Regions from separate parts of the Mus musculus genome. Here all the other regions are linked to region 1. The links are chromatin contacts, called in public Hi-C and HiChIP or PLAC-seq maps. All regions are on one chromosome and are shown on one strand. Each heading gives the region's core, a stretch centred on a gene start, on an enhancer-like site or on the middle of the called end of the contact. The rest is flanking DNA. Distances are from core to core; before and after follow the strand shown. Region 1 has its middle 77 kb from the start of Otud4. Region 2 overlaps Zfp827 (zinc finger protein 827). Region 3 overlaps Zfp827 (zinc finger protein 827). Region 4 overlaps 1700011L22Rik (RIKEN cDNA 1700011L22 gene). Region 5 overlaps 1700011L22Rik (RIKEN cDNA 1700011L22 gene).

Evidence for each region. HiChIP or PLAC-seq counts read pairs in DNA pulled down with a chosen protein or histone mark. A called contact is a pair of places that touch in the nucleus more often than the background predicts.
Region 2: a Hi-C map of uterus shows a contact between it and region 1, with 7 times the contacts expected there. The contact joins two enhancer-like sites. A contact is called at or near these places in 1 of 15 datasets of contacts at CTCF or cohesin (the NIH/3T3 cell line), 1 of 484 Hi-C or Micro-C datasets (uterus) and 1 of 115 datasets of contacts at active chromatin or transcription factors (astrocytes).
Region 3: an H3K27ac HiChIP or PLAC-seq map of embryonic fibroblasts shows a contact between it and region 1, with 7 times the contacts expected there. The contact joins two enhancer-like sites. A contact is called at or near these places in 2 of 115 datasets of contacts at active chromatin or transcription factors (astrocytes and embryonic fibroblasts).
Region 4: a contact with region 1 is called in a Hi-C map of uterus, with 3 times the contacts expected there. The contact joins two enhancer-like sites. A contact is called at or near these places in 1 of 15 datasets of contacts at CTCF or cohesin (the NIH/3T3 cell line), 3 of 484 Hi-C or Micro-C datasets (the 3T3-L1 cell line, the HL-1 cell line and uterus) and 4 of 115 datasets of contacts at active chromatin or transcription factors (astrocytes, cardiomyocytes, embryonic stem cells and 1 more).
Region 5: a CTCF HiChIP or PLAC-seq map of the NIH/3T3 cell line shows a contact between it and region 1, with 6 read pairs. The contact joins two enhancer-like sites. A contact is called at or near these places in 1 of 15 datasets of contacts at CTCF or cohesin (the NIH/3T3 cell line) and 2 of 115 datasets of contacts at active chromatin or transcription factors (cardiomyocytes and embryonic stem cells).

What each region holds. Positions count from the first base shown.
Region 1 is chr8:79,560,080-79,565,025 of GRCm38.p6, forward strand. No RefSeq gene overlaps it. Among named protein-coding and RNA genes, the nearest start is that of Otud4, 77 kb to the right of the region's middle. Within about 2 kb of position 2,117, at least 132 of the 459 cell types and tissues checked have an H3K27ac peak or open chromatin away from gene starts, as enhancers often do. A contact at or near this core is called in the HL-1 cell line, the NIH/3T3 cell line, astrocytes and 3 more, where this site is marked.
Region 2 is chr8:79,072,898-79,077,843 of GRCm38.p6, forward strand. Zfp827 (zinc finger protein 827) reads left to right here. Exons shown (of 15, transcript NM_178267.3): 4 at 3,161-3,641. Among named protein-coding and RNA genes, the nearest start is that of Zfp827, 47 kb to the left of the region's middle. Within about 2 kb of position 2,309, at least 9 of the 459 cell types and tissues checked have an H3K27ac peak or open chromatin away from gene starts, as enhancers often do. A contact at or near this core is called in uterus, where this site is marked.
Region 3 is chr8:79,095,918-79,100,863 of GRCm38.p6, forward strand. The region is part of intron 5 of Zfp827 (zinc finger protein 827); the gene reads left to right. Among named protein-coding and RNA genes, the nearest start is that of Zfp827, 70 kb to the left of the region's middle. Within about 2 kb of position 1,939, at least 43 of the 459 cell types and tissues checked have an H3K27ac peak or open chromatin away from gene starts, as enhancers often do. A contact at or near this core is called in embryonic fibroblasts, where this site is marked.
Region 4 is chr8:79,205,843-79,210,788 of GRCm38.p6, forward strand. It overlaps 1700011L22Rik (RIKEN cDNA 1700011L22 gene), which reads right to left. Exons shown (of 6, transcript NM_026315.1): 6 at 4,588-4,915. The coding sequence ends at 4,808. Among named protein-coding and RNA genes, the nearest start is that of Gm30271, 6.4 kb to the left of the region's middle. Within about 2 kb of position 3,024, at least 255 of the 459 cell types and tissues checked have an H3K27ac peak or open chromatin away from gene starts, as enhancers often do. A contact at or near this core is called in the HL-1 cell line, the NIH/3T3 cell line, astrocytes and 2 more, where this site is marked.
Region 5 is chr8:79,223,565-79,228,510 of GRCm38.p6, forward strand. The region is part of intron 2 of 1700011L22Rik (RIKEN cDNA 1700011L22 gene); the gene reads right to left. Among named protein-coding and RNA genes, the nearest start is that of 1700011L22Rik, 23 kb to the right of the region's middle. Within about 2 kb of position 3,002, at least 53 of the 459 cell types and tissues checked have an H3K27ac peak or open chromatin away from gene starts, as enhancers often do. A contact at or near this core is called in the NIH/3T3 cell line, where this site is marked.

The sequences.
Region 1 (4,946 bases), core at 867-3,366:
CACACACACACACACACACACACACACATACACACACACATTCACCACAGGCATGCAGTGCCTACTGGGGTCAGATGGCACTGAATTCTCTGAAACTGGAGCTACAAAGACTTTTTAGCTGCCATGTGGGTGCTGTGAACCAACCCTGGGTACACTGCAAGAGCAGCCATAGTTCTTAACGACAGAGCTGTCTCTCCAGCCACAAGCTTGGACTTTGGAGGTAATGGGCTTGTCTGTCTACAAGCTGTCTGAACTCCACCTGGCTCATGGGATTACAGACTAAATGAGGAGATAGGTGAAACAAAAATACCTCTGTTTCCCCGTTGCTCTAGCCCTCTTACCACATAGATAGGAAGCCGAAGGAAGACTGAGGCAAGGAACTACACAGCATCTCCAATCTTAACACCATCATTTCCTGGGAGGGAAACGTGAAGCCTCTCATACCTGCATAAAGCTATGCTCGACAGGTATTAAAACCCTTTAATGCACGCATGCACTTTGAACCAGTTTTATTTCCATAATTTAATATTAAGAAAAAATAATCTATGGGAGCAAAGATCTAGCTACACATATTTTTTTCATAGCCTTAATTAATAATGGCAAGAATTAGAAGCATACTCAGTATTCAGTAGGGAAATGGTTTAATGAATTACAGTACACCCATGTTATATAATATTGCATGGCAACTTAGAAGAAAATTGCAGAATATTTAATAATGTGAAAAATGTTTGCATGTACTCCAGTTTAAAAGACCAACCTGGCCAGCACAATAGCTCAGGAAATAAAGGGGCTGGCAACAAAGCCAGAATGGCGTTATACAAATTATCCTCTGATATCTACCATGTTCCAAGTCATGCATACATCCCCACTCATAAACACATACACATACATAAAATAAATGAGTGTAAGAAAAAGAATATTAACCTGTGCCCCAAAGATCTGCTTTGTTAAAATCATGGTGAATTAATTGTATTTTCTATATTTTTTTCAATAAGTTAAGGTTATTTTCACACTTGATGTTTTTATTTGTTTCATTCATTTGTGGCTCTCTGGATTGAACCCAGGCCCTTGTGTCTGCTAGCCTAGGCTAGCACAACCGATTCTTTACATTTTAGGAAGAACAGCTTACTAGCATCTTTACAACAAAGTACTACTACATTTTGTCGGGGGGAAAAATAAGAAGATCCTGAAATTGAAGGCCTGTCCCTGGTCGTTATGAAATGACCTCTTGTCTTGTTTGCTACATATTGTGACTTGCCTGTTTATTTTATTTTCCAAAGTCTCACTAAGTAACCCAGGCTATCCAGAAACTCACTATGTACACCAGGCTAGCCTCAAACTCACAGAGGTCTGCCTGCTTCTGTCTCCCAAGTATTGGGATTAAAGGCATGCACCACTATGCATTTCTCCTTTATGTCCTAGTTTTAAGGCCCTAAAGGCCTTGGCACAGGACAGACCCCAGAGTGTTCCAGCTTTGTGACTATGCATGCATCTGAGCCTCTATGTTACTCTGCATTAGCACATTTAACTGATGACCTTAGCTGAGTCGCATTTTTTTAAAAGTCAAATTGACTTAGAGCATTGCTCATTAGATTTTAAGTACCAGATGATTCATCATTTACGGTAAATCTATTAGATAGATTACTCCGCAAGATTCACCACTGTCAGCATGGCAGGCCTGCCTGGAAATTAAGGATAAGAATGGAAATTGAAGGAGAGAGATTCCTATCTGCGATTTGAAATTTAAACTTAGACAGCTATGGCAAGCATCCGAGCCTGAGTCAGAGGGCCAGGGCATCTGCCACATGTCTGAGACGGTCCACTCTAATAATAGCCCAGGATCCCCTTTGAGAAAGGTGAATGCCTTGCTTCATAAGGAAAAGTAAAGCTTGCATGTTAAAATCCTTTAAGGAGCGTTTCTTTGCCCTTTAAAAAGACATTCACCGTGTAGCTGGGCTGCATATGTGATCCATGAAACTTAACAATCGTGGAGTCTCCGAGGGTTAAATATAGCTTCAAACCAACAACAGTTCGGCCGGGGGCCCTAGCTCACCAGATGTTATTCCACTAATAGTGAGTGATCTCACCCCTGCTGTGGATGGTTATTCATCTGGGAGAGAATAAGGAAAGTGAGACAATCATTACGTCACCTTTTCCTGTACATTACCCTCCCTGCAGCTAAGAAGGAAGCGTGCTGCTGAGGTAGACCGTGCTGCTGAGGTAGATCTGCACTAAGTCATGCTCTTGCAGGTCTGAGAGGAGGGACTTGCCTTTGGGAGGGTCGCCCTTGCCCGCTGGAGCACTTGGCAGTGAGCTGTAACCCTCAGCCTTGCTTCCAGCAGCTCACTCTTTTCTTCTCTTCCCTGAAGCAGCTATCTCACTGTCCTCAGATGGCCACTGGGGAGGCAGAGATGTTTCTAGAAGCATAAAAACTTCTGAATAATGGAGTAAACTTTTAAAATAACGCTCATGAGATCATGTCTTTTCTCGTTCGAATGACTCATCCGGGCTACCTATCAAGCCACAAGTTCAAGCTAGGATAAAATTAATATATAGATAATACTGTAAAAGGGGGCAAGCTATTATGCTATATTACATATGTAATAAAAATAAATATTACACTATGGAACAAATATCTGTCCACAGATATATGCATTTTTATCAAACCAAAAGCAGGACTGGAGAGACGGCTCAACTGATAAGAGCGTATTCTGCTCTCAAGTCAGATCCCATCACCCATGCTGGGTGGTCACCATGACCTGTGACTCCAGTTTCAGGAAATCCAACGCCCTCTTGTGGATTCCATGGACACTGCACCCATGTGCTCGAATCTAACACCCCCACCAACACACAAACACACATACACACACTCATACGTGCAACTTTTATGTAAAAAATAAAATAAAATAAATCAGGATCGTTAGAAAGCTCGTGTTTCTTAGTTTACAACTTTAACTCCCTCCTGAATTTTGTTTCAGCTCTCCTCGGAATACAGGAGCAAGTTGGCACCATGCAAATTAGCGAATGTTCTCAAAGGCCTCAGCTTTCTGCAAGGGGTTAACCGGACTTTGCCTTCCTCTTGTCTTACCCATCTTTCTTAGAATAGCGCTGCAAAGGAAAGGGGCAGTCACAAAGGACAGCAACTGGATGACTGACTGTGGGCTCCTGGCAACAAAGCCTCAGTTTCTCCTAAGCCCGTCCAGCCTCCTCAAGGCCACTGTGTTGTTGCCTCCCATGAAGGAGTCTGGTGGCTGAGAAAATATGCGCCCAAAGATAAAGACTTCACATTCTTAACTTCTGTTCTCTTCTCTCCTGTGCTGACCCCTGCTCTCTATCTGCCAACTTCCATACACATTTTCTTCCAAGAACACTGACAAGAGAAATAAGGTTCCTAGGCATGGCCCCCAGAGCCACCGCTTTCTCCATTTCCTCTAGATGCAAAGGTACCACTTGTAATATTAGAATAATGAGAGGACCAGGGAATGGTGAGGTGGCTCAGCTGTCGGGTTATGCCTGGAGTTAGACGCTGTCAGTGTGTGTGTGTGTGTGTGTGTGTGTGTGTGTGTGTGTGTGCATGTGTGTGTGTGCATAAATTTCTAGAATCATTTGTAATGAACTCTGAGAAATATTTTATTAGGTAGTAAGCTTTGAGTGATGTTTTTCTCATTCTTCTTAGTAGTTTCTATATTATAGTTGTATTTAAAACATACACAGATTTGTAATGGAACAAAGAGAAATACTAAAAGCCAATTTTAATTGGATCAATTACTATATTTTTTCAGAATAGATGCTGACCCAGATTCTATTTACCAACTCCAGAACAGTTCCCTTGGTGGGGAAATCACACCTCATCAAATCCCCACCCTTAGAGTCCCCTCCAGCTTCTCTCTGTGCTTGGCAAGGTGGCTTGCTTTGACCAATGGTGCTACAGTAAATATGCGTACACGGGGGTTTATACCAACACTTTCTGAGATCTTGTGTGAAGCTGGTGATTAACGAACATATTTCAGAAGACTTTCATGTTTCCCTTAGTTAATCGTGTGTGTGTGTGTCTGTGTGTGTGTCTGTGTATGAAAGACTGTGTCTGTGTATGTGAATGTGTGTCTGTGTGTGAGTGTGTCTGTGTGGAGTATCTGTGTGTGCCTGTATGTGTGAGTGTGCCTGTGTGTGTGTGCCTGTGTGTGTGTGCCTGTGTGTGTGTGCCTGTGTGTGCATTTGTGCCTGTGTATATGAGTGTGTATGTCTGTTTGTGTCTCTATGAGTGTATTGTGAAAATGTGCATCTGTGTGTGACTGTTTGCAGGTTTCTGTCTGTTGCGGGTTTCTGTTTGTGTGTGTCATGTGTATGTCTGTGTGTGTATGTATGTCTGTGTGTGTGCCTGTGTGTGAAGTTTTGTATATGTGTGTCTGTCTGTGTGTGTGTGTCTGTATCTGAGTGTGTCTGTGTGTGGGTTTGTATGTGTATGTCTATGTATAAGTGATCTTGTTTATCTGTGTATGAGTGTGTGTCTGTGTGTAAGTGTATCTTGTGTGGGGTATCTGTATGTGTGTGACTGTATGTGCGAAAGAGTGCCTGTGTGTATGTCTATGTATGTGAATGTGTGTCTGTGTGACTGTATTGTGAAAGTGTGTCTGCATGTGTTTGTGTATGTTTGTGTGTGAATGTGCCTGTGTATCTGTGTGTGTGAGTGTGTCTCTGTGTGTGTGAAATTCTGTATGTGTGTGTCTGTGTGTATGAATGGATCTGTATGTGGGGTTCTGTATGTGTATGTCTGTGTGTGTGAGTGAGCCTGTGTGTGTGTGTGTGTGTGTGTGTGTATGTGTGTGTGTGTGAGGATGTGAGCATGTGTGTGTCTGTGTGAGTATGTCTATGTGTATAAAAGAGAAAAGTCTAACACCTGTTTTACTCTTATTTTTAAACATTTTTAGAGTGAGTGAGTGACTGAG
Region 2 (4,946 bases), core at 1,059-3,558, 490 kb before region 1:
AGTCTCTGACTTTGTGATCTTAGCTTGGTGAGAATCCACGCGTTAGGAGCCGTGAGCATTTAGTTGAAGCCCTCTAAACCTCTGTTACCACTAATGGAGAAAACAAACATATGGTCTTTCTCACCGTGTAAGAGTTAATGAGATCATTCGAATAGAGCCTTACTACAGTGCCCAGTGTGGAGAAGCAGCCGTCAGTAAATACAGTTAATACGGTAATTGCCATCTAAAGCCATCTGAAAATACATTAACATTTACATTTCAGGATAATGAATGCAATGCTAGAAGAAATTGCTCCAAAATAAATTTTATGGTTTCTCTCTCTTTGCGATCTGTCTTTAGTGCTGCGAATTCACAAAAATGATACAAATAATACGAAATTGGCTATTTACCTCACCCCGCAGAAGTAGTTGTTATCTTTAGGATATATAATCTCCTATATTGATTATATTGGTCTATGTCAGAAAAATAAGAGATTCAACTTTATTTGTTCAACAAATTCAGTACTTACTGTGTCCTTACACGCTGGCCTGGACACTGTACAGTTTTCTTTGGAAGCTTTTGTTTCCTCCATAAGGTATTGTGAAAGTGCTTTTTATGACTAGCTACATAAAGGATTTGGAAATGTTTCCAGATCCCTCAGGGCTGTCTTACGTCTCATGAAGTATACGACTTCCCCAGGAGAGCAAGCATACAGGAATTGTGTGTGAGAACTGGAGGCTCAAACTGAATGGAAGAGGCAAAGAGGGCTGAGAAGATGAAGAGCACACATTAGTCATGGAAAGGACCTAGGCCAGGGGTCACATGGAAGTTCTGCCCTTCCCCAGTTGCCATTTAGAGAGCTGTGAGCACTCAGGAGACCCTCAGCTGCCTGGCCTGGTTCCATAAGGAGGTTGAGTCTAGATACTCTCCAGAATTTCTCCAAACCTTAAAGTGCATGAACCCAAGTGTCCCACATCTATTACCCTAGAAATGGCATTGATGGCACATCAGTGACACCTGTGAGATACTCCAGCGAGCCTATCGTGCTATAGGCCAGCATTTCTTCTCTACAGAGGTTCAAGAGGAACTTCAAAGCATGTGTTGGCTCAAGAGAATCAAAATTATAACAGAAAAGCTCTCTTCTGTCAGGAGAGGAGGGTGATGCAAGGGCCAGGTGGTGGGGACAGTATTTCTCTCAAAGTCCACACTAAGCCACATTAGCTCAAATAAAATTCCAAGTGCCAATGTGAACCCAGTTTTGCCTTTCAACTTATTCTAAATTGCCTAAAACGGAGCACAACAAGGTTAGGCTACTGTGGAAAAGGAACCTCAAGGAATCTTGCACATGGTGCCTCTTTTCAGTGAGGGCCCCACCCCCATCCCTCTTTGATTTTGGAATCAGAGCTCCTCTGTCCCATTTCTCCTCCCAGAGTGGCTGCTGGAGCCTCTCTTCCTGGCTTACCTCCTCTCTGGGGTCGGGAGATGTGAGGGTGCTTCGGAAGTGGAATCCATCCCGTGGCACCGAGCTCAGGGCCATGAAGTGTCCTGCCCAGTGACCTTTACCTCCTGGTTCTGGGCATGCCTGTGTTGACACCTGTCAGGAGCCCTTGAGCTTGTGACCTGAGGCCTCCACGGGGCCTCTTCCTGAGTGACCCAGGCTGAGAAGCTGGTGGGGAAGCTTCTATGAGAAAGCTAATGGAAGGATCAGTGCCCAGAGAAGTCCTCCTGTGGCAAACAACAGGAAGGGGCTCTGTTGGAGGGATGGATGGGGTGTTTCCTCACCTCCGCCCTCTGCTGGGGTACAGGAGAAGCCTTTGCACTGACAGGCAGGACTCCATCACAACTGGAGTTTTTTTTTAGAAGTTTTTATGGCTATTTCTGTTGAGAAACACAGACTTCAAAGGGCCCAGAATATCTTGTGTTGTTTTTTGCAGAACACCACAGTGGGGCACTGTGGCAGCGGGACCTCACAACTAACTTTTAATTTCTTTGCTTTTGTTGGTCGCTTAACATTATTTAAAGTGTGTTTTGGCTGGTGAAGAATGCTTTTGGATTTCATTCAGAAGGCATAAACAGCTGCAGTAAAACTTATTCTCTTGGAAAGGAGACATGAGCAGAGTGGCCAGGTGGTCAAGAAGATGGACAAGTGAACGTTTAACTCTACCGCGACCCAGGTTCAAATCCCACCCCGTCACCCCTGACCTATGGAGCGTCAGTTTTGTTGCAAGTGCCAATTGCTTACGTTCTTGTTTGTTCAGAGCACACACAACTCCCCCAAATCATTTGGCACAGATCTCTACCATTGGCAGTCCCAACATGAAGGAGGGCCAGCCCTGAAATAGCAGGGTGTAGCAGGTCAATACTGAAGCACGTTGGCGGGATGAATGGGGAAGTCACAAGTTTATGAACACCTGCCAGCTTGAAGCTAGGTTTGGGCCAATCCAATGAGTTCCTCACTCTTTTAAGCACTAAATCTGGTAGCGACAGGATGAAAGAAAAGTCTCTTGCCATTTTTTACGGGTCCTGGGTACAAGCAGGTTCGGAGCTGTGTGTGAGTGGCTGCCCTTGCACTTCACAATGGACATCTTCTAGACGCTGTAGTGACATTTGAACTTGGTTTCCTCCTGCCCAGATGGCTTTTCTCTTGTTTTTCTTTCTTCATATGAAACTGGGCTCAAGATACTTTTGGGTGTGAGGGTGTTCTATCTCCTCTTCTGTGAAGCTGGAACACCCTGGAGATGTGTGTGTGTATGTGTGTGTGTGTGTATTGGCAAACCAGCAAATTCTCTGGGTGGCCATCACTGGATCTGCACTAAAGATTGTTGTTCTGAGAGAATGAAAGGTTATGCCCTTTGATCCCTAACTATTGATTACATAAGTTTGTTCTCAAGGTCTATCAAGTAAGATCCATTGAATAGCTCATTAGAACAATTCTACCCAAGTGAGCATTGAGAGGGTCAGGATAGACCTAACCTCCACAGACCCACTCTGTGTTTCCGGACTGATGTTATTTTATCCAGGGCGTCACTGAGAGCAGCCTCTCTGGTACTTTTCTTCCCTGGCCCTGTATGAACTGAGGGACGAATGTGTGACGAACGTGTGACGGACGTGTGATGAACGTGTGGCGAACATGTGGCCATGCACACAGTGACTAGTCCGACTCTTCTTGCTTCTCCGGCAGGTTCATCAGCATCAGGACCGGGGAGAGACTTTTCAGTGCCAGCTGTGCCCTTTCACATCCTCACGCCACTTCAGCCTGAAACTGCACATGCGTTGCCATCAGCACTTCCTGAGGACAGAGGCCAAGGTGAAGGAGGAGATCCCAGACCCAGATGTCAAGGGATCTCCCCACCTCAGTGACAGTGGCTGCCTGGGGCAGCAGAGGGAAGGAGGAGGGACAGAGCTAGTGGGGACCGTGATGACGTCTAACACGCCAGAGAGGACTGGCCAGGGTGGGGCTGGCGTTGCACCTTTGCTGGTGAAGGAGGAGCCCAAGGAAGATAACGGCCTGCCCACCTCCTTTACCTTGAATGCTGCCGACAGGCCCGCCAACCACACAAAGCTGAAAGACCCCTCCGAGTATGTGTCCAACAGTGCAGCAGTATTGTTCAGCCAGGACATCTCGGTTAAGATGGCCTCCGATTTTCTCATGAAGCTGTCAGGTACTTGCTTAGGGTTGTGTCCCCCCTTTCCCCATCTGTACAATAGGATGGTAGGATTAGATGCTTCCACAGTTCCTTGAGCTCTAGTACTTCACACTTTGATAAATTTTCTTTTTCCTTCCTTCCCACCTTCCCTTCCCCTGTCTTATCCCTTTTTTTAAAATTTATTTATTTATTTATTTTTATTTTTATGTTTTGTTTTAGTACTCCTTTGGAAATAAGCGTTACTTCTGCTTGGGTCTGGAAACAATGGGGATCGCCCCTTCCTCCCGCCTGGATTTGGGCTCTTACTCAGTGGGCACTAGGGGAGTAAGCGAGGCTTGTGTTTTGTGCTTCCTAGTTCCTTTGCTTGCTTTGTGCTGGTGTCTCTGAAGTGTGTCTCCCTTTTTTTGGTATTCAGGCTCTTTCCTGTTTTAATTGCAAAGCTTTTTTTCTTCTTTCTTTCTTTCTTTCTTTCTTTCTTTCTTTCTTTCTTTCTTTTTTTTTCTTTCTTTCTTTCTATCTTTTCTTTTTTTTTTTTTAAAGAACATATAAAGAATCTACCATGAGGAATTACAGACTTTTCTAATTTAAACAAATGTTAAAGGTTATTGTGAGTCTCTCGGGATCTTTGCATTGGGGTATACATACTGAAGATATCCTGGTTTAGACATTTTTTTTCAGGTGTACATTTTAGTGGCATTAGCGTTACATTGTTGTGTACCCATCTCTGGAAACGTGTCCCGCTCTCAAGCTGCATCACCCTGTGACAGAGTCCCTGCCAGCCTTCCCCTCGTTCCCCGCCAACCACTATTTACCTTCTGTCTCTATGAACATGGCTGTTGCAAGCATCTCCACTAAAGTGGAATTTAAGAAAAAATTTCAAGAATCCTTTCCCAACTGCCCTAATGCCCTTTGAAGAGAGGCTGATGTGTAAGTTATGAAATATGTCTTGCTAGTAGACATTGTTTCCCTTTGCTGGCACACTGTAGGCTTCTTACTTTTCAATGACTTGATGAACTAGCAATGATGCATGGGGCTGGGGCACTGGTAGATGTTTTTCTTACTCTCTTGCAGCAATAACACATGTAGGCCTTTGCTGGTTTCGAAAATACGATTTTAAATTTTAAAGGCATTGTCGAGGGTGGAGAAAGGTCGGTTGAGAATGGGTTCTGTCTGTCAGTGAAGGTGGCAGTCCCCAGGATGATTTCCAAATGCCATTTCAGCTCTCTGGAGATTGACAATACCCTTTAAATGGAGAATAATTGGTCACCGCCTTCCTTTAAATGGACCATGCGTAGTATTTCACTAAATGTCATTGCCAGG
Region 3 (4,946 bases), core at 689-3,188, 460 kb before region 1:
TTCCGATTCCCTTTCCAGTTGTTAGTTATGCAGGTCAGTGCCTGACAGCTGAACCTAGTAAATTAATTACCATAAAGGAAGCAGCCCACTATGATGAAATAACTGGATGTCTGTGACTACCTATTACGTGACACTTAGCAGTGGACCCTTGTATATCTAGTGGTAAGGAAGGGCCTGTTGACAGACGTGTCTGATGTCTGTCCTGTTACTCTGTCAGACTGCTGTGAGGCAGCAGACTGTCCAGAAATGAGTCTTTGGGTAGACAGGACAAGGAAGGACAGGAACCAAGAAGAGACAGCAACATGCACAGCACTCCAGACTTGGAGGAACAAGTCTACGGACTGCTTTATTCCAGCACTGGTTGGAAGTGTGTGTGCTTAGGTCTTCAAACTGGTTTCCACTCCTTTCTGGTAGAGGCTCAGTGGAACCTAGCCCCAATTTGCAGACCACTAGGACATGGGAGACTCACATTCCGAGGTCTGCTCTGGGTTTTTGGGTGAAGACCCTGTACCTCTGCAGGAGCGACTGGCAGCCTGTTTTGAGACTCCTTCCTAGTGACCTGGACAGCTAAGGCTTTATAAATAGCCCAGTGTGCAGGGAAAATGGCTAGGGGAATGAGTTTGGTCCATCGGAAGAGATGAAGCTGATGTGAAACAAAGCTCTGTTAAATGTCTTCATTTCTTTTAGAAAAAGAACCAATTCTTCCATGATGAGTCCTGTCATTTATTATGAGATGACAGTATCTAGCACCATCACTTTTGAAGAAGGGCATCTCTTACGTGTGTGACACGTAAGGTCACGGTGCTTCTGAGCTTCCCAGAATACCTCTTGCTAGTGCCCATTGCAGTTATATTTTGGAATTATTTCTGGATATGTTTTTAGAGAAAATCTCCCTACACCACTCCAAACAGCATCAAACACCATGTTGTAGGCTTCTTTGTTCTGAAGAATTTCTTGAGATAAATGAGAAATTTCAGCAAAATTATTTTTCAGGCTGAAACTTTTTTTCTGGTATGTGCTATTTTTCCCCCCTTTGGAAAGGGGTGGTACTTTTTTGTAAACTTTTATTTAGTCTTTGTGAGATGTTCATGCATGAGTACACTGTATTTCCATGTAACCACGTTGAGCAGCATGTCTTTAGTCAGTCAACTGTCCTCCACTCTTAACAAATACATGCCGTAATCAGTTTACAAAGGAAAGCGTTTGTTTTGGCTCCGAGTTGGAGATTCTAGTCAGTGAGTAATAAGTCCCATTGTGTGGGCTGCGGCGAGCCAGCAGCATGCTGTGGCGAGAGTGTTCCGACGGAGCATGGTCAGAAGGAAAAGAGAGGAAAAAGAGCCCAGGGTCTCACAGTCACCTTGGAGGGCACGCCCCAATGACCTGAAGACTTCCTCTAGTTCCCACCTGCCTAAGGCACGCCCATCCCTTCTGTGCCACTTGGGGATCAGCCTTTAAGACACGGGTGTTGGAGGCACTTGTAAGATAGAAGCTAGAGCATAATGCGGGGCACCAGTAATAATCTGTAAGAAGGAAAGTTATTCTTTACTTTATCACCACAAAACTTGCCTTCATCAGACTGACAAGATGCTAAATTGAGTAATGGAAAAGATGTGAGACCTGTAAAACATTTTTAAAGATTATTATTATTACTATTATTATTATTTACACAGAGTCCCTACATAGCCCTGGCTGTCCTGGAATTCACTATGTGGTCCAGGCTAGCTTTGAACTTATATAGATCCACCATCCTCTGTCTACTTAGTGCTGGGAGTAGAGGCGTGCCCCACCTCACCCAGTCCTAAAACATTTTAAACCTAAATTTACATTGTTCTTACGCTTCTCCTTGCCTGCAAACTATGGCTAAGCGTATACTAGCAGATTTGTGTGAAGTGGTTAAGGATTGGGCTTGCCAGATGCTGGGGACCTTGACTGCAGAGGCAGAGCGCTCATGTTCCATCCCAGAGGGCTGCAGATTGGAGGGAGACAACCCAAGGGTTGACCTCTGACCCTACACATGTGCAGTGGCAGAGGCACACACACACACACACACAAATAAGTAAATGTAAAAATACTGTTAAGTAATTTGGAGCTATTAATAGGAAGGTATTTTGTCTATTTGTTTTATTAATTCTTTCTACTCTCCACATTCTCAAACTCACGCTGCTGTCGTATCTGACAATATAAAAACAGCGGCACGATCAGACTAAAATTGGAAACTACTTTTTCTTTGCATATTTCTGAACACATGGAAAGGTTTATTGAATGTGCATTGCACTGCAGATATAAATACTTCAGGTTGTGCTTTACAAAGGATTCCAGATTTTTTTTTAATGCTATCTCAATGAAAGAAAGAAAGAAAGAAAGAAAGAAAGGAAGGAAGGAAGGAAGGAAGGAAGGAAGGAAGGAAGGAAGGAAGGAAGGAAGGAAGAAAGAATTTTTCCTGAGCCAGGTTTTCTCTCTGGAGACAGAGACAAGATGCGGAAGGATCCCAAGTTTTTGGACAGCCTGAGCTCCCCTGAAGGCTGGGGACATGGCTGCTTCAGTGAGCTGGGGGGGGGGGTGTCATGATTCTGATGCACAGCAGGGTGTTTTGGTGTGCACCTGGTATCCAAGCACTGGGGAGAGGGGGTGGAGACAAGTGGCTCTCTGAGGCTCAGCGACCGGCCATTGGTCACTGTCCCACCTCCACTGCCCCAGCCTCTGCAACCACTGACTAATCTATGGTCGGTTTTAGTAGAGTTGCTTACTGGGGACTCTTTGTATGCATGAACTCATGCTTACGTGGCCCATCTGTCATGCTGTAAAATTGGTTCTTGTTGTTAAATAGCATGTTATTTATTTTGGGAGTGGGGAGCTCTGCTGTGCAGGTCAGAAGACGGCCGGTGGGAGTTGTTTCTCTCCACCAAGTGAGCCCAAGGATTGAACTCAGGTTGCGGTGCTTGATAGCAGGCATCTTTACCTGTTGGCCTATCTCATTGCCTCCTAGGTATCCGTCCTGTATTCTTATTCTACGGCTGAATGCTGCCAATTGTATGGCTACATTGTATTTTCTTTATTTTTTTACTGGAGACATGGTCTGTGTTCCAGTCTTTGTTACTATGGACATTCCTGTACAGGTTTCTGTGTGGACGTATGGTTTAGATCCCTAGGCACCTTGTAGTTGGTGAGCTGAATGGAACTCCCTTTAACATTTTGAAGAGCTCCTAAGAGTTTTTTCCAAGGCAGCAACAGTATTCTGCATCCCCTCTGCATAGCCTTCTGAAAACTCGTTGCCATCCGTCTTATCAGAACCACCTTGACGGCACAACCTAGCAATGTCACTGTGGGTTAGATTTGTCAATCCAGTGAAGGGTGGCACCTCGTGGAGTGAGTTGCAGATGCTACTTAACACTTGAACGTCTTAGATTTGTCAATCCAGTGAAGGGTGGCACCTCGTGGAGTGAGTTGCAGATGCTACTTAACACTTGCACGTCTTTGAAGAAACATCCATTCGAGTTCTTTGTCCAGTCTTTACATGGGTTACCTTTTAAAGAAATAATTGGCTTGTGAAAGCTTCTCATGTTCTGGACGTAAGCCATCCCGGAGAGATGAGATTTCTTTCTTATTTTGCCGGGTTTGCGTGATTTGCAACACGAAAGTGTTACAGTTGATAGAGTCCGGTTCAGTTTTTGTTCTTTTTGTTGCTTATGAGCATCTTTATATTCCTTGTAATTCTAAAAATTAAGTAAATGCTGACTTATTTAATACTAAAAGGAACACCCAGCTTCACTTATATTATCAAAGCACATTTGATTTAAGCCTCTGAGGTCTAATTTATTGAATTCTGCCTATCCAGTTAGGTTGACTGCTCTCTCTCTCTCTCTTAGTCTTTTTTTTTTTTATGTAGGGTGATGACCAATTATTTTTGCATGTCAGCTTTCTAAGTGATTTCTAATGGATGCACCCAGCAGTGGGTTTGTAACTAATGCCTGGGACGCGTTTCTCACTGCCGTGTCCACTTTTTCCCCCATTCATTAATTTATTTATTCACTTTACATCCTCAATTGCAGCCCCTCCCTCTTTTCCCACTTCGATCCTCACAAGCTCTCTTCACCGATTATCCCCTCCCCTTGCCTTCAGAGAAAGGGAAGCCCCCCACGGGTACCGTTCCACCTTAGCACATCAAGTCGCCTCAGGGCCATGCCCACTTCCTGACCCCACCTCTGTATGTATGTGTGTATGTATGTATGTATGTATGTGTATGTGTGTGTATGTGTGTATGTATGTGTATATGTTTGTGTGTACTTATGTGTATATGTATGTGTGTATGTAGACGTAGATGTATTCATATAGTCCATAATTGGTGACTAATCTAAATAAGAAATTATACTTTTAATAGTAAAAAAGGAGCTACATGAAATATCACATTTACATATTTTTTCTTTTATTGGATATTTTCTTTATTTACATTTCAAATGTTATCCCCTTTCCAGGTCTCCCCTCTGGAAACCCCCATCCCCTCCCCGCTCCACCTGCCTCTATGAGGGTGCTCCCCCACCCACACACCCATTCACTCCCACCTTACCGCCCTAGCATTCCCCTACACTGGGCATCGAACTCCATCAGGCCCAAGAGCCGTTCCTCCCATTGATGTCCAACAAGGCCATCCTCTGCCACATATGTGTCCAGAGCCATGGGTCCCGCCATGTGTACTCTTTGGTTGGTGGTCCAGTCCCCAGGAGCTCCGAGGGGTCTGGCCTGTTGACACTGTTGCTTCCCCCATGGGGCTGCAAATCCCTTCAGCTCCTTCAGTCCCTTCTCCAACTCCTTCATCGGGAACCCCACACTCATTCCAATGGTTGGCTGCGAGCGTCTGCCTCTGTATTTGTCAGGTTCTGGCAGAGACGATCAGGAGACACACATATCAGGCTTCTGTCAACAAGCACTTCCCAGCATCCGCAATAGCA
Region 4 (4,946 bases), core at 1,774-4,273, 350 kb before region 1:
CACTAAAGACAAGCCCAAGCCCTCAACTTAGAGAGCCTCTTAGTCCCAAGGGAAATAAACTTCCAAAATGAACAGGCACACACCATTCTCATGAAACTCCAGAATACCAGGAAACAGACACAGTCCTTCAAGGTGCAGCAGGATTCTGAGAGACTCTTTACAAACGGTGGGATTCTAATCACCAAAAGACTGTTTATCAACCACAGAAGTTTCCGGAAAAGAACCAGACGTGGAGTAGAAATACTCAGAAAAAAGAATAAATTCAAATGAATCGATTATCCTCTCTCCACTGTCCTACATAGAAGGAAGAGAGAACGAGAGAGAACTTACTCCAGCAGGAAGAAGAGTGAACCTTACAGCACGGCGTGCGTAAGAGCAGAGAAGGATCATATTTTTATTTTATTTTTATAATTAGAAAACAATCTTCTTCCAAAGGCTGGGGAGAAGAGGTGAGAAAATACAATTTAATTTACTACTTTTATTTCTTTCCATTTTTGCTTTGTACAATATGACATTACTACATATAAAAATGCTTTCAGATTGAATGTCGGTAGCTAGAATGACAGAACCCACAAAAAATGTGCTTTAAGGGGGAGCCATATTTGGAAAAAAAATTTCCCCGTTAAGACTTAGAAACTCGGTCCCTGATTCTGACCATATGCTTCTTGGTGGGAATTGTCTGCCTTGTATCAGCCATCGTGGCAATGTCAGTGACTCTGGGGAAAGCCAGCTGTAGACTATCAGGGTTTTTTTTGTTTTGTTTTGTTTTGTTTTTCCCAACAACTTGGACTAGATTCTGGATTGATTGGCAAAGGTAAAAATTAAAAAAAAAATATTTCAGACCATCTGATATGTTCAAAAGAGTCTGTGGATATATGTGAAGTTGGTGGTCCTGAGGACTGTCACCCCAAGGTGTGGATGTCTGTGAAGTTCGTGGTCCTGAGGGCTTTCTTCAGGTATGGCAGTGGAACTTCATCTCTGCCCAGTTGTTGTTTATGGAAGACCTCAGGCTACACCAGGTTTCTGTTGAAAAACTCTCAATGCAAATGCCTATGTCATATGCCATGAATTTATGGCTTGGAATCTCTCACTTGAGCCTTTTTACACCATCCCTGGTGCGTGCCAGAAAAAGAACAGTTGCCAAAAAGCAGACATTTTCCTGTCTCTAAAAATAAAACTCTGGCAATGCTTCATGCCCCCTGTGCCAAGACCTGGTTCTACCCAGGATAAACAATAGAAGACCAAGCCGACACAAGGCAAATACTGGCCCTAAAGCAGGCCTGTGACTGGCAGCAGAGGCTTAGGCCAGAGCATTTGTAGCTGTAGACCGGGGGCCCATTATCTCCACCCGGATGGTGGACAGCTGCTAACCCCAACCCAGGCCCAGGTGTGGCCAAGAGGGAAGGCCTCCAATTATGCTAGAGGTTTTGTCTCAACTGAGGTCACAAAGTCCTCGCCAAATCCTGCCCTCGGAGCTCTGGAACTGAGTGTAGGCCGCTTGATTGGTGTGGGCCACAGGGAGCTCCTGAGAGGGGACAATTCCCTGTGCACCTCCCTGCTTTTGCCCTCTAGGCCCAGCTGAGAGCCCTCACCTGTGACAGCAGTCCCAACAAAGCCACCCTAGCGAAAGAATACTATACTAGCAACTGGCTTTCCCGTTTGAATTCTCAGCTCTTCAAATGCTCCTGTAGTACACATTCAAGGGCCTGTGCTTTGTCATGACGGTTCAAGTCTACCGTCCATCGGTAACTTGGCTTTTTGCTTCTTTGGGGATTTAGGAGGGCTGAGAGGAGAGGAGCAGACCTAAATATAGCGAATATTCAGAGGCATAATCACTCCATAAACATGCTTCAGAGGGACGGAGTGCAGGGCTGATCCGGATGACAGATGTCACTCACCCAAGTGTCACATCTTAAAGAAAGCTGAATGGGCCCATTTTCCAACAGGACTGGAGTGACGCCTGTTCATACTATAAATATTTATGAAGTCATCATTCTTAGACTGTAGTTTTTCCAGGTAGGTTGCCTTTGATGACAAAGTTAAGCAGTGATTTCCCTGAAATTATGGACTAGTCAGCAGAGCTTGTTTGGTGGGTATTTCACAGAATGGGAAAGAGGAGAAGGCAAACAAGCCTCCAGTCCGTGCAGCTTCTGCATGTGGAAACCTCATTATGTCAGTCATTCTCACTCGAAACGTGACAGCCTTCTCAGGAGTGAGGGACACCACTTGCTTCTACTCATGCAGAGGTAATGACGAGAGGCCAGGATGAACCTTACCGTCCGATTTCAGCCCCCACTACCACCCTGCTAGGAGGGACCTTTTTAGTACTCTTAGCCTGTCTCTTATTAACACACACAAAAAGTGTACCTCACACCATCCCTGCTCATTTAAAAGGAATTCTGAGAATGTGTGGATGTCTGCCTAGGTGTCTCCCTGCATGTTTATGCATAACGCATCCCTTGAGCTGGTTGCCCTGACTGCTGAGGAATGGCGCCCAGAACCCCCTCTCCTGCCCCACCATGGGCAAGCTTTCCACTTTCTCCCAGGAGCAGCCTAACCCCCCTCTAACCAAGGCACCTCAGCGATCCTAGAGACTTAGAACTCCCAACCACACCCCCCCCCAACACACACATACAGAGAGAGAGAGAGAGAGAGAGAGAGAGAGAGAGAGAGAGAGAGAGAAAGAGGAAGGGAGGGAGGGAGGGAGGGAGGAGAGAGAGAGAGGAGAGAAAGAGAGAGAGAGAGAGAGAGAGAGAGAGAGAGAGAGAGAGAGAGAGAGAGAGAGAGAGAGAGACCTTGTCACTTTAAAGCCCGCAGGTTGTTAATCTCCTGAAGGCACCAGTGCACTTGGCAGTCTGCTAAGCCTGCCTCTTTCCTGGAGAAAAGGGTGGCATTTTGCCTAGGATGTGATGCCCAAACCTCAGGGTAGCCCTGGCCCTATCACGTGGATCTGCCCCTCAGGGAACCGTTGCTGATCCTTTGGCTCCAGCCTGGGAAGCCTTTTACAAAGTGAGTCACAGGCTGCATTGACCACCCTATCAGGGGAGGCCAGGGCTGCCATGTATGGTCTGTGCTCGGTGCCACCCACCTCTCATGTCACTCCTACTTTTTTTGCCAGGACAGCCTGAGTCATGAAACTCAGCGCATTCCTTAGGCCTTGGATCGTGTTTCCTTGTTACTACTTTGTCTTTGTTTTACGGAGCACCTGGTTTCATTTTAAAATCCCAAATAAAATCCCCTGGCCAGGGTGGGGGTGGGAAGAGAACAGAAAGAAAGCAAAGGAAAAAAGGGAGGGAGGGAAACCTAGGCTGGTGGTGGAGACAGAGGAAAAGGAGGACCCTGGACAAAACAGGACGGCTACAAGTTAATTCCTTCTGACCAGAGGCTCTTTCACTGCCTGGAAGTGCCTGTGGCTGGTCCCCTGCTGCTTCCCGTCCCGTCCCCCCCTTTTTTCCAGTCTCCTCAATAAACGGACTAATCTTTGATAAACCTGAAGAACTTTCCAAATACAGCACATTATGAGTCCTTAAATCGGCCTGTCTCCTTTATCTTGTACTATAAACCCTAATTCACTGCGTGAGTCAGTATTTTTCCATAAGCTAACTTTTTTTTTTCTGTTCTGTTTTTTCCTATGGGGGTAGGGGGAGTCAGGGAAGAAGGCGGTCTGCATAGAAGGCAGACTCAGCCCTCCCGACATGCTGCTGGTCACGCTGAGTTTCTGTGGCCAGGTTATTTCTGTAAATTTGTCTGTAAAGCTGTTGACATTGATTTTTAGAATGGAAACAGAATTCTAACAAACTCTGGCTTGCATGTAGCAAAAGCTGAACACTGGGGCACTAAGAAAGCCTTGCCATGGATAAATGCCTCCTTAGGAGTGGTGATGCACAGTCACTGGGGCATGGTCCTTGGGTGCCAGCCTGGGCGTCTGCCCAGAGGTCCCCTCGCTCTGCCTGCGCAGGGCAGACTGTTGGAGGCTCCGGAGTGGCCCAGGGCTGCATTTACATTGCACGGTTCTGGCGAGTTTAATGGAAACCACATGAAGGGGAAGCAGACCAGATGGCTCCCAGCGAATGTATTTAGCCCAACCTGGGGCTAAAGGAAAAAAACATATTAAGGGTTGGGTCCTGGGGTGCGGCTAGGGGGTTAGGGTGCGACGTTTGTGTTTCCTGTTCAACAGGAGCCGTGGGTTGGGGTGCAGGCTGGATCGGGGCCCCGAAGCGCCGGGTGGCAGAGGAATGGCTGCCAGCGGGAGGGAACTATTCCGTGGCCTTGCTCCTTTTTGCCAGGTCCCTTAGCGGCTCTCGGGCAGGGCAACCACACGGCTGTGAGGGGACCCCGCCAGGGCAGATGCAGCGGGAAGAGGGAGGCGCAGGCCTATGGGCGCCGCGGAAGGCGGAGCCAGCTGCAAAGCCAGTTTTCCCTGAGTGGAGGGAACTGCTACAGGCCTTCTGGGTCATAGCACAGGGAAAACAGAAAGGTCTTTCTCTGAGGTAGAGGACAGGCTACATAACTCTGGAGCCCACTAAGGTGGAGGTCATGCTATCGTTTGTGAGGTTCTAACAGCAGAATGTGAACCTGGGCACTTTGTAAAGGAACATTAATCATGTTTATGACAAACCCCTTCCCCATCAACACACGTGCGTGTGTGCGCGCGCACACACACAAGAATAAGGGAGGAAGCCCAGGGAAGTTTCTAGCAAGATCTTCCCTATGTGCACAATCCATCAAAGCCTTCTTGGAACTCCTGTCTCAATGGCTTAACACAGACACGAGGTAGGGCTCTAGGTCTGTGGCTTCTTTCTTGAAATCACTTGAATTTGCGCCCTGAGCTTCCACTGGTATTGGAGGAGAATCGATCCGTCCCTGAGTCCTCCGAGGAGCCCAACTTGCTTTCATAATCCCATTGTCGCTGAAGCTGGAGGGAGAAAGGGTTCGATTGTCAACAC
Region 5 (4,946 bases), core at 1,752-4,251, 340 kb before region 1:
TTCCAGGAAGGCTGCACCTCCTACAGGTTCAGTAACCTCCAAACACTGCAGACCAAGTGTTCAGATACGGGAGCCCATGGGAAAAATGTCTCATTCAAACTATCACAGTGGGCCGTCTGGTCCCTATGTGCTCAGTGGCATCTCATAACACAACAGTCCCCATAGTCTTCAACAATCTCAACACTGTTAAAAGTCCAAAGTGTGTTTTGAAACTCAAAGCAATCTATTAACAGTAGCCCCCTGTTAAATACAAAGCAATTTGCATGCTTCCAACATACGATGGGACAGAGTGTACCTTCTCATTCCAACAGGGAAGGGTGGGGGCTTGGTGAGGAAAGACTGAACCAAAGACAAATAATCAGAAACAGAATCCCCAGCAGGGCACACACGGAGTCCTGAGGCTCCGTGTTCATCAAATAGGGCTTCAGTTTCAAAGGCTTAGGATTCCTCTTTCCCTCTAGCTTGCTAGCTTCCTACTTGTGATCTCTCTCTCTCTCTCTCAATCTGTCTGTCTCTCTGTCTGTCTCTCTCTCCCTCTCTTTCTCTCTGCTCCTTCTGTGCAGTACTTTGTGACAGACATCTCATGGACCTGGCATCTCCAGCATCTTGCCGTGTCCACCATCTCCCTGGCATCTCCAGCATCTTGGCGTGTCCACCATCTCCCAGGCTTTGCTTTTACTCCTGTATATTGTGGCCCCTCAGGGCCTCCCCTCAGAGCCACTCTGACCCTGGCATGTGTTGGCTCACCTTAGGGTCTCTCTAAAACTGCACAGAAAGAACCCATAACCTCTCCAGTCTTTCATCTTGTCTCTCAAACCAATACCACGTGGATGGCTCTTCCCTGGGCCTGCCAGCTTGGCTTGCGCTCTTCCCCGTGTGAACAGCATTAGCATCAGCTTTTGTGTGTGTTTGCTTTCTAGGACCCGTCCCCCCGCAAAACACATAGTTTGGCTTTTCCTTTCACAAACTGGAGCTTTAGCTGCTCAGCATCTTGCCCTGCGGACACCGTTCCTGTCATTCTAATGCAAATGCCTTTCTGTAACGTGCTGCCCTCCTTAACAATCACAGCCTCTTCTTTTGCACTGGACTTTCAATGACGTCAAGCTTCTGGAGTGTTCATTCATCTCCAAATTGCACATTTTCTTTCCTTTCTGCCAATTTTTTGCTCCTTTTCATGGTAGATCTGTATGAGAGGAATCAGCACCAGCAGGCCCAAGCTCTGTTATGCTCTCTCGAAGCTTCTTCCACCAAAGAAATCAGTCTGCTAGCTTTTATTTTAGCTTCAGGCAAGTTCTTAGAACACCGGCAGAATGCAGTTTGCTTATTTGCCAAATAATGGCCACTATAGCACTGTTTATAGAGGTCTTGTTCCCCTCTGAAGCTTCAGGTGCTGGGCCTTCCTATCCACATTGCTCTTGGTACTATTTTTTAGCATCCCACTAGAATGCCCCATTGGACACTGCTTACAGTATTCAATAGATTTTCCAGTCCTAAATTCCAAAGTCTTCCACATTCCTCAAACAACAACAAAATAGTGTCAAGTTCTTCAGAACAACAACCCCAGTTTTAGTACCAACTTTTATTCAAACCATATGTACATATGTTGCACATTTGGGCTTTGCCCAGCTTCAGTCCATTAAGAACCTAGGACAAGAACTGCATAAGCAGTACTGTGGCCTGCTCAGTCACTGCATTTACAGTGTTACCGCTGTTACATGGAATGCTAAGAAAGTATCATTGTGTTGCCTTGTCCAGCATTAATATGAGAGGTGGTACCTAGTTTTACTGCTTGACATCCATAGAGGCTGGAAATCTGAAGAGAAATGAAAGAGGGGTGGATGGGGAGAAGGACTTGGAGGGGAGGAAAGAGGGGAAAATGCCTCCTGGATGCAACATATGAAAGAATAATAAATTAAAAATGAATAAAGAAGACAAACAGAAGAGAGAGAGCAAGAGAGAATGAATCATTGTGGGAAATGGTAGAGCAAACAATAACCACTGGTGGCCAGTTGTAGAGTGTGTTGTATAAGAGTAAAGACTGGGAGAACATCAACTCAGGGGAAGGCATGTTTTGGCTCTTATTTCAGCATTCCATTCCATGGTGGCTTCTGCCATTGCCATAACGGGACAGAAGGACATGCAATAAGATGTATGGAGAAGCAAAGCTGTCACCATGAGGCAGTCAGGAAGCAGAAGTGAGAGAAAACCTCAGCTAGGGGCTTCCTCATTTCATTCCTCCAAACTCTCAGCTTTCATGTGGTGCTGACTAAGCTCAGCGAGGGCATTTCTGCCCCGTCTAAGCTCGGCTGGAAAAGTCTCCACAAACACACTCAGCAGCCTTCTCATCTAATCTCTCAGGCGGCTCTCAATCCAGTCAACCTGGCGATCAAGACAGACGATCACAGAGGATTCTGCTTTCTTTTGAACTCTGTGCCAGACACTGAAGATCCACGACAAATACTACAAGTTGTTGGCTGCAGGAAGCTTGTTTTTAGAGAGACAAAGGTAAGCAAACAGAGAGAAAGGTAGAGCTCAGATAATTGTGTTCCTGAAAGAGCGGTGGGTGAGGGTCCTGAGGCAAAAGCTGGCTTGGTGTTTGCACATTTTCAAGTGAAGACAATATAGCTAGAAGACATTGAATAAAATGAATAGGAAATATGGGGTGGCACTGGGGCCACATCCTCATGGCCCTTCAGGCTTCGGTAAAGGAAGTACGATTTAACCCAAGCCTGGCAGGAAACAGAGAAGAAATGTCATCTTCTTCATGTATTAGTATCTCCCTGTTTGGGAAAAAGACTAGGTTGGCAAAACATGACAGGCAAGATGTTTTTGTTAGTTCTTGTGGCTTTCTGAGGTTGTTTTTAGTAGGGAGAATGTGTCACAGGATGATTAAAATGGGTCCTCTTGGACCACCACCCATCTACCTCTGGACCTGTACAATAGCCATCAGACCACAGGTCATCACTAGGGTTAGCTGGTTTTCTAAAGGCCAAAAACAGTCATGTAAATGGAATGAGATTTGTGGTACTCAGGCCAGAGGCCCTGGTCAACTTGTCTTCCTATAAAGTGAGTCTCAACCCTCCTAATGTAGCGACTCTTTTATACAGTTCCTCGTGTTGTGGTGACCCCAACCACAAAATTATTTTTGTTGCTGCTTTATAACTGTAAATTTGCTACTGTTATGAATGATAATGAAAACATCTGATATGGTCTTAGGTGACCCCTGTGAAAGGGCTGTTCAACCCCAGGTTGAGAACCCCTGCTGTAAACAATGTGAGCCAACTCCTTAGCTCAGCAATGTGAGTTTGGCCCTGCCTGTAAGTACATAGTGTGCTTTAGTTTTTCTCTTTAACACAAAGGGAACAAAATCTTGCCTGATTTTAACCACAATGTAAATGGCTATCTTTCCTATCATCGTGTATCAACAAACCATAGAGGAACACTGAAATTCCATCTCAAACTCTTCTCATAAAGTCAAGTTTTATTAGTAAAAGAGGGTATCAGCACCACCCGATGAAAACATTGAAGATCTTTATCTCTATCCGTTAGCAAATACCCACAAGGCTGCCCAGCGACTCTCTCCACCACCCAGCTCTCCCCATTAGCATGCTACAACTTTAAATAGTTCATCAAATGGGCAGAATACCAGATATGTTATGGTGTGCTCAAATATCATTTGTGATTATTAACCATTTAGGGACTCGGCTCTGAGAGATGGCCATTATGCAGGACAATCTCTTTGTTTCTTCCCCAGAGTCAGACTAGGTGGCAGGACCGGCAGCTGTCACCCTTCTCCAGAGTGCAGCTGTTGCTAGGATGTGGTTGAGCAGTCAGAGTTCTGATCTCACACTGAGTGTAAGGAAGGAATGTTACTTCCAGGATCAAGGGAGGAAAGAATGGGCGTGTCTTCCTTAGCCCTGACTCCTTGCCTGCAGGTCGAGACAAAAGGCTCTAGGATGCCAAGGGAACACAAGCCTACACATCATCATTTTGGCCTTTGTATAAAGAAAGTCATTCTTTAGTTGTATAGAAATACTGAAGGTGAGTGAGGGTTTAATGTATTATTAAACTACTTAATGTATTAATGTATTTAATATAATACAGTTAATGTAACTAATGTACTATAAAATATCTCTTGTTAACTTCAAATGGCTAAGATAGAGTGGGCGAGACTAGCAACCAAGAATGAGCAGCAAATGATTCTCTGGTGTCTCATTGAGCGCGGCATGTCCAGCCGAGCTCAGAGTTTAATCAGTAAGTGCCGGACTCTGCTAGAAAGCACAGTCTAGAACTAATATTGAGGAAGGGAAACATCTCAGAGTAACTGTCTCTTTTACAAGCAATATATCTTGAGTAGAACATGGTTAGTCCCTTGTGAGGCAAGTGCAAACCACATAGATCATACCCCGGAGTCTGGAAGTAGAGGAGAAAGATGCAGAAAGACGGTAGAATGGGATTCTTCTCTCATTACATTTGAGCAGAGCTTGATGTAAACACATGGATTCCAACCACAGATGATAACATCTTTGTGGGAGCCTAGACACCCAAGGGGAAACTTCCTGCACATCACTGAAATGGATGACTCAACAGCCGACACACTGAAGATCCAGAAAAGCCATTTCACTTGCTCAGTGCCAAGAAAGATCTCAGCCTGGCATTTTCTCATGGGGTAGGAGAGAGCAATAAGTGAGTCTCTGGCCACCCAAAAGTCTTAATTTTCTCTGAATCTACTCAGAATCTTGGTACTGAGGGAAGCTAGGGACAAGGAGCAGAGGCAAGAACCCAAACCAGCCAGGGTCTAGAGCTCAGCAAAGAATCCTGGCTCTTGCTTCCTGTTTCAGGTGTTCTCCCAAATGTCTTCTCGGGAGCTTCTGGGGACTTGTCACTTGCAGAGCACCTCTCCTGACCCACAGGGACCTCAGTACTCCTCATGCTCACCACTCCTC